Regions from separate parts of the Mus musculus genome. Here region 1 is linked to region 2. A link is a contact called in public HiChIP or PLAC-seq data. All regions are on one chromosome and are shown on one strand. The core of a region is the stretch at or near the end of the contact, and the rest is flanking DNA. Distances in the headings are between cores, read along the strand shown. Region 1 holds the start of Hoxa9 (homeobox A9). Region 2 overlaps Skap2 (src family associated phosphoprotein 2).

Region 1 (3,375 bases), core at 262-2,761, 250 kb before region 2:
GTGAAAACAATCCCAAATTCAAGATCAGGGAGGGCACAAACTGGGGCACTGGTACTAAATTGTAATCTAAGAAAACCAGCCTAACGACTCTTAATACAGAAACCTGAAACAAACCACCCTCTCCCCACCCCCAACAACACAGGCACTGCCTGAGACCACAGAACTCTGTTTCCCTTCCCGGCTCAGGCTGATGCCCGGGAATTGTTTTCGTTGCTCAGCCAACAACCTGTTATCTGAGTGACCAGTACTCCAGGCTCCCTCCAACTCTTCTCTGCCATTTTCTGCATCCGGGTACTGGGCTTATTTCAAAGACCAACGTTTTTGGAAGATTCTCAGTTGAGCATGAGGTGTTGTGTGGTTGCATCCATTTATTATTTCTAGATGTGTATACAACTCATCCAAAAGAAAGCAGAAATAAAAACCTGTATACTTTAGGATCATGTTTCTAGACTCACAAGGACAATATCTCCTTTTATGAATTTTCCCCCTTTTGGGCCACATGTAAACAGCTGCTTAATACTCAGTACCTAATTCTTTGTAATTTTTCTGTTTTGAGACTAAAGTTTTAAAAGTATTTTAAATTAATAAATATTAATGATATTAATGATGATGGTGATGATACATATCTTCTCTGAATACAAAAAATGAAAAAGTCAGCCAGGAATACTCTACCATTTACTATTACAATTAAGAGCAGAGTTATACTCCTGGGTTATTGCTTTAATGAAAACCTGAACCTCAGAGGACTACCGGATATTTAGAACACCTTGGGTTGTGTTGGGGGTGTGTGTGTCTTGGAGGAATTTGCAGGGAAAGGAAAAATATTAGGGGGAGGGGACTGAGGCAGTCAGGACAGGCCACATCCAGTTCCTGGCGCTGACCACTTTCTTCTTCCTGCCGACAAGCGAGGGGGTGTGGATCCCGGGAGCTTCCCAGCCCCTCTCTGGTGGAGAGCCTAATATTTGGGGGAATCTGTCAGAGCGTTGGAAAGTGTCTCCTTGAACTATTTCTGAGGAAGAAAGCAAAAACAAAGATGGAAATGTCTCGGGTCAGCATTTTTGTGGATAGTGAAGTAATGAGAAACATACTCTTGGAAGGCACAAAATTCACACGTGAATTTAATTACACAGTTTCTAAGAGCTGTTGCTTTGTGTTCCAGATTGGGATGGGGCCACCGCCCCTCCCATTAACAACAGTGGCTGTGGCCTTCTCACTTTTTTTCTCTTATTCCCAAAGATTCTAAGGGGTGAAAAATAACATCCTCCATTTGACCAAAGGATGAGATTAAAGTCAATGTCCAGTGTTCCTCCCGGGTTAATTTGTAGCACTGGACTTGAGCTGTAGTTTGACTATGGGATCTCTGTTGTTCTGTTTCAAGGATAACCAAGGCAGGGGCGCTGGAGATGGGGGCGGGGGGGAAAGAGAGGAAGGGAGGGAGGGGAGTAACAAAAGAAGGAAAAGGGGAATGGGAAGGAAGGGGAAAAAAAGTGGGGTGATAGAGGAATAGGAGGAAAAAACAGAAGAGGGAAGGATACCAGAGCGGTTCATACAGGGCCCAGAAACTAGGCGAGGTGACCCCTCAGCAAGACAAACACCTCTTGATGTTGACTGGCGATTTTCCCCATCTCCAGTCTGGGGAGCGGGACTAGGCATACAGATGATGGAGCTTAGAACCCGCTGGCTAGGGAATAAAATTCGCTGGGCAGTTTGTGCTCAAAGAAGTGGGCCAGGGCGCTTGTGACACAATCAGGGCGTTTGTGACACAAACCCTTGAGGGTTGGCAGTTCTCTCCTTGGCGGTTGCTCTGGTTGCTCTGTGGGGCCTTCCCTGTGGAGCAAGGGTGATCTGGCCGATGTGCAAGCGCCTGGCTGGCTTTCCAGTCTGACTAGGGTCGGTAGCCCATTTTAGGTGGTTGTATCATCGACGGTGCGTCGCGACAGGGGCGGTGGTCACTCTGTTTGAGGTGGAGAGAGCCTTGTATTTGACTTTTCTAGGCCGGCCCTGGGGGCGCGCGCGGGCGGGGGGCTCACATCTCTGAGGACTGCAAGGATTATTTACAGGGTATTCACCAACCAAACACAACAGTCTAATTTAACCTTTCCAAGTCCTCATAAATTTTTACAGGGAGCCACAGCGAGGCAAACGAATCTGTTGGTCGCTCCTGACTTTCCACCAGCCTGTGTGGCTTCCGAAACAATAACTCCTTATGAAATATCATAAATATAGATTTAAATACAGTAGAGTGAGAATGCGATTTGGCTGCTTTTTTATGGCTTCAATTATTGTCTAATTTTATGTGAGGGGCTCTGCTGGCCGTGCTCACACGCGGGACCCGCGCCTTCCTGATGGCGTGATTAATTGTGATATAAAATAGTCCGCTTAAGAAGTGTGTGTGTCTGGTATGTGTGTGTGTTGGGGGGGTGGCAAGGGAGAGTACAGAGGCAAGGCCAGATTTGATCTTTTAATCTTCGTTGGCCACAATTAAAACAAACCAGATCGTGGAGCTGCGCGATCCCTTTGCATAAAAACATATGGCTTTTGCTATAAAAATTATGACTGCAAAACACCGGGCCATTAATAGCGTGCGGAGTGATTTACGCGTTATTGTTCTGCCGGGCGGACACGTGACGCGCGTGGCCAATGGGGGCGCGGGCGCCGGCAACTTATTAGGTGACTGTACTTCACCCCCCCCTGGTGCCACCAAGTTGTTACATGAAATCTGCAGTTTCATAATTTCGGCGGGTCGGGCTGGGCCGGCCAGGCGCGGGCTACTGCAATGGCCACCACCGGGGCCCTGGGCAACTACTATGTGGACTCCTTCCTGCTGGGCGCCGACGCTGCTGATGAGCTGGGTGCGGGACGCTACGCTCCAGGGACCCTGGGTCAACCCCCAAGGCAGGCGGCAGCTCTGGCCGAACACCCCGACTTCAGTCCTTGCAGCTTCCAGTCCAAGGCGGCGGTGTTTGGTGCCTCGTGGAACCCAGTGCACGCGGCGGGCGCCAATGCGGTGCCTGCTGCAGTGTATCATCACCACCACCACCCCTACGTGCATCCCCAGGCGCCCGTGGCGGCGGCGGCGCCGGACGGCAGGTATATGCGCTCCTGGCTGGAACCCACGCCCGGTGCGCTCTCCTTCGCGGGCTTACCCTCCAGCCGGCCTTATGGCATTAAACCTGAACCGCTCTCGGCCAGAAGGGGTGACTGTCCCACGCTTGACACTCACACTTTGTCCCTGACTGACTATGCTTGTGGTTCTCCTCCAGTTGATAGAGAAAAACAACCCAGCGAAGGCGCCTTCTCCGAAAACAATGCCGAGAATGAGAGCGGCGGAGACAAGCCCCCCATCGATCCCAGTAAGTGTCTCCTTCCTGCAAA
Region 2 (3,754 bases), core at 975-3,474:
GTATGGATTCTCTGTGGTTGGGTCAAGGTTTTAGTACTAGGCCAGTGCTGAAAACAGAAATTATGTTCTATCTTTTAGTTATATATCTTATCATTCACAAGTAATGCTTGGACTGTTTAAGCCCTGAACAACCCACTGGCATGGTATTTAGAATCTGTCATTAGGGTTTCACAGGAAGGAGGTGAGGTGGTAGTAATTGATTTATCCCCACTACACGCAGCCTCCCGCTCTTCTTCCACTCTGCCCTCCCTTGGGCAATACTCATAGGGTCGAGCTGCCAATCTGTAGACTTAATTTTTTCCAGCAGTACCATCTGGCTTCTTGGCACCACAAGTTATGTTGGTTCTTTGTGGTTGCTATAAACAAGATGAGTTTGTCATATTGTTAGACAACTTATAGGTGGTTTGTTGTGGCTTGATCCTGTTTCCTTGCAACTAATTATTGATTATTATTTAGAGAACCTTCTCTGGTGTTTGTGAGAGCACAACAAGGTTTCTCGTGAAAAGAATGGAACACACCAAAACAGATTCTGGATGCCAGCTGGGGGCTCTCCTGAGTTCTGTCGGCTTCTTCAGCAGCTTCTCCTTTCAAGACAGATTAATTTCAAGTTAATGGTAGAGGCTTTCTCTTTCATTCAGAGCACATGCATTTGTTTTGAAAATTACTTGAATGTGTGTTTAAAATCCCATTTTGATTGCCCTCATGACCCTAACATGAATATTTAGAAATCTCAGTTAGTGTGCAGATAGCTCTCTAACATCTGCATTACTGTCTTTCTTTCTTCATCTGTCATTTTGAAAATGATCATCTGTTTATATTTTGTGTTTCATTTTGTAGATGAGGGGTTTTACTTTCATGTCTCATAACATCCATAAACAAATCAAAAAATGATTATGAAAAGTTTATCTGAGTTTCAATAATTGAAAAGATATGTCCAGGCATGTATTCATAAAACTTAAGCCATTTTCCATAACACATAGTAAACCAGACATATTTTTTTCTAAAGTAAATATTATAAAACTAATTTCTTAAACTCTTAAGGGTTCTTTTTATAAAGTAGCTCATTTCGACAGGGACTTAATTGATCACATTTGTGTTAATTCTTCATGGAACATGATCTTCATATTCTTTAGGAAGTTTTTAAGAGTTGCTCATTCATGTGAAAGTGTTTCTCTTGAGTTTGTTTTTAATTAGATGCTATGTAATCTATGTTGCTTCATAATAACGAAAGGATACCGATGTTGAAAATGCATACCTTGAGTCTTTTTAGTTGCTGGCATAAGGACATTTGAAACTCATGAACTGATTTAGTGGGGATTATTTTCATACCACCATATTAGCAAGCAGTAACTACAAAGTTGACTTTGCAGAACATTTTCAGAATGTTGAGCAAAATGCACGGCTAAACTGATGTAATTTGCTTGTGATGTGACGATAAGGTCCAGTTGTTAATAATTCCTTTGGTTCTAAGTATGTGAAGAAAAGGAGCAGTGAATGTCACTCGGGGAGAAGAGCTAAATCAGATGTCACTGGAGTGATTCATGTGCTGACTGGAATGGTTAACATGCATTTTATTCTACTGTCTAGCAGAAGGAGGTGGGCTATAGAAAAATGAATTCTTCACTGAATAATTCACAACAATTATATCAAATTTTAATAACTTGAGCTAAGAAGGCATACATATGATTCATGTTCTCAGAATTACTCACATTAGAGATTAATTGTGATTTCTTAAACAAAAATACACTCATAAGTGTTTTTAATTGGTAAATCATGATCAGTTTTCTATTTATTAAAGTAGCATCATTTGATCAGTTTTTAGCTATAATTTAACTTGAAGTTTAGGCATCACAATTCATCTGCTGTCATAAATGTCAGCTCATTAGATTTTGCCTCTAATACCAAAAAATGCCTCGAATTGTTTGTTGGCTTCATCTCAAACTCGGATATGTAAAGAGGACAGTAGAACATTTTTCTTTGAAATCACAGAGAGTTCAGTGACCTTTCAGTGGCAAATTATGTAGAAAGAAAATATTTATATTCATTTAAAATAACCTCCGTGAAGAAATCGTCTCATTACCCTGTTTGATCAATTTCTTGTAGCCTGAGCTGTAGCATGCTGCTGTTGCCATTGGTTGATGGAGTACACTGAGTAGTGGCTAATGGTGATGGTGCTCATCAGGAAGGGTTCAGCCAGCGGTCAGCAACAAATAATTCAAGGCTCTTTCTAAGTTTGTGGCTGGTGGAATTTGCTTCTTGCCCCAAGCCAGCGGCATTGCTGAGCTGGGCTATTTGATTAGAAGAGAGGCATATTTGCTTCTTAGCAACTGCACATTTGCACAACCCATAGTCCTCTACTGCCTCTGAAGGTTTCCCCTTTGTGACGGTAGAATAATACTTTATTGTTGATTGACGGACAAAAGAGATTCTAATACAAGGCAAGCTTATAACCACTTTTTTAGTGGGTAGTTTTTATTGGCACTAGAAATTGTAGCTTCATATTCCAATTTTAAAAGAAAATATAGACCAATTGTGTGCTTATTGTAAACAAGCATTGAAATCCCAGTGTACTAGAATTTTAATATGAGTATCAGCAAGGTTTGCAGTGCATGAATGTGATTGAGTAGTATTACTTTTTTGCCTACCATGTTCAATCACAGAAAATAAATTGTGTGTGTGCGCGTGCGTGCAAATATGTATTCTGGTTGCATACTTTCAAACTACAATTAATACTAGTTAAAATTTAACTAATACTGTTGAGAGAAGAGTTAATGTAAGTTGTCCTTTTTGATCTGAGAATTAATTTTTATATGAAAATAAGTCAGATTTTGAATTCTAAATGGATGGGTGCAAGCTTTAGACTGTAGTTCTCACAGGAGTGAATCTATAGAATAAATGATGTGTCTCCAGTAATAGATAAGGTTATTTATAACTCAGCAATTAAACAAGTGAGAAAAGAGCAACATGGGAAACACAGTCTGGGTTTTACGTTCCTGGGAAGAAAACTAGGTTTGTTTTTGTGTTTTTAAATATGATTTTATGGCTTTTTTATCATTCAAATTTTATGGATTGACTTTGAGTTTTAAGATTTTTAAGCAACTGATATGACCAGAGATGGAGTTAATTGTATCTTGCATTTTTTGATACTTTTTTTTTTTTAAAGAAAAAACCATTGGCCTATATAAGACCTTAAGGGAATGGAGCAAAAACTAGTTGAGAGAATATATAAATTTAAAGTAATTATTTTGTATAAATAATTTGTATAGTTTATGGTAAGATGAAATTGTATATATATAACATGAGTATAAAGTTGCTTAAATATTGCATGATGTTATATTTAGAATATAGAGTGCTTTCAAAAATATTTTTTGCCTCTTAAATTTATGACAGATATGAAGAGTTTTCATAATTTAAAATGATCAACAAAAAAGTGCATTGGTGTGAATTTTCCAGTTAGCAAATCTTGAAATGTGTTTTGGGACTTAGGGGAAGTTTAAGCAAGTGCAGACATTAGCATAGACATAAAGTGTATATGGGCAAATGCTCTCATTTCCCAGTAAAGGGACCTTAGGGCATATCAGTATGCGTAATATGGCCATCACTGTATTTACTCACTAATAAATAGCTGCTTTCATGACAAGCTGGAGTCCAAAGAAGGGAAGAGGAACGAGGTGGAATGATCCACTACTGCAAGGCGGTAATATGCCCAGTGTACAGCAGCTGTCTCTGTGCATTTCAGCTAGCATGTTTGAAG

The links. HiChIP or PLAC-seq counts read pairs in DNA pulled down with a chosen protein or histone mark.
Region 1: a contact with region 2 is called in an H3K4me3 HiChIP or PLAC-seq map of neural progenitor cells, with 40 read pairs. The contact joins the promoter of Hoxa9 here to the enhancer-like site in region 2. A contact is called at or near these places in 3 of 39 promoter capture datasets (the HPC-7 cell line, hematopoietic stem and progenitor cells and macrophages), 1 of 484 Hi-C or Micro-C datasets (the C2C12 cell line), 11 of 115 datasets of contacts at active chromatin or transcription factors (acute myeloid leukemia, bone marrow-derived macrophages, craniofacial prominence and 8 more) and 4 of 9 other capture datasets (adipose tissue, liver, macrophages and 1 more).

What each region holds. Positions count from the first base shown.
Region 1 is chr6:52,225,506-52,228,880 of GRCm38.p6, reverse strand. It overlaps Hoxa9 (homeobox A9), which reads left to right and starts at 1,511. Exons shown (of 2, transcript NM_010456.3): 1 at 1,511-3,353. The coding sequence starts at 2,777. Gm52902 (a long non-coding RNA gene) reads right to left here and starts at 1,377. Exons shown (of 2, transcript XR_003956434.1): 1 at 1-1,377.
Region 2 is chr6:51,974,366-51,978,119 of GRCm38.p6, reverse strand. All of the region lies in intron 4 of Skap2 (src family associated phosphoprotein 2), which reads left to right. Among named protein-coding and RNA genes, the nearest start is that of Skap2, 36 kb to the left of the region's middle. Within about 2 kb of position 2,224, at least 8 of the 459 cell types and tissues checked have an H3K27ac peak or open chromatin away from gene starts, as enhancers often do. A contact at or near this core is called in neural progenitor cells, where this site is marked.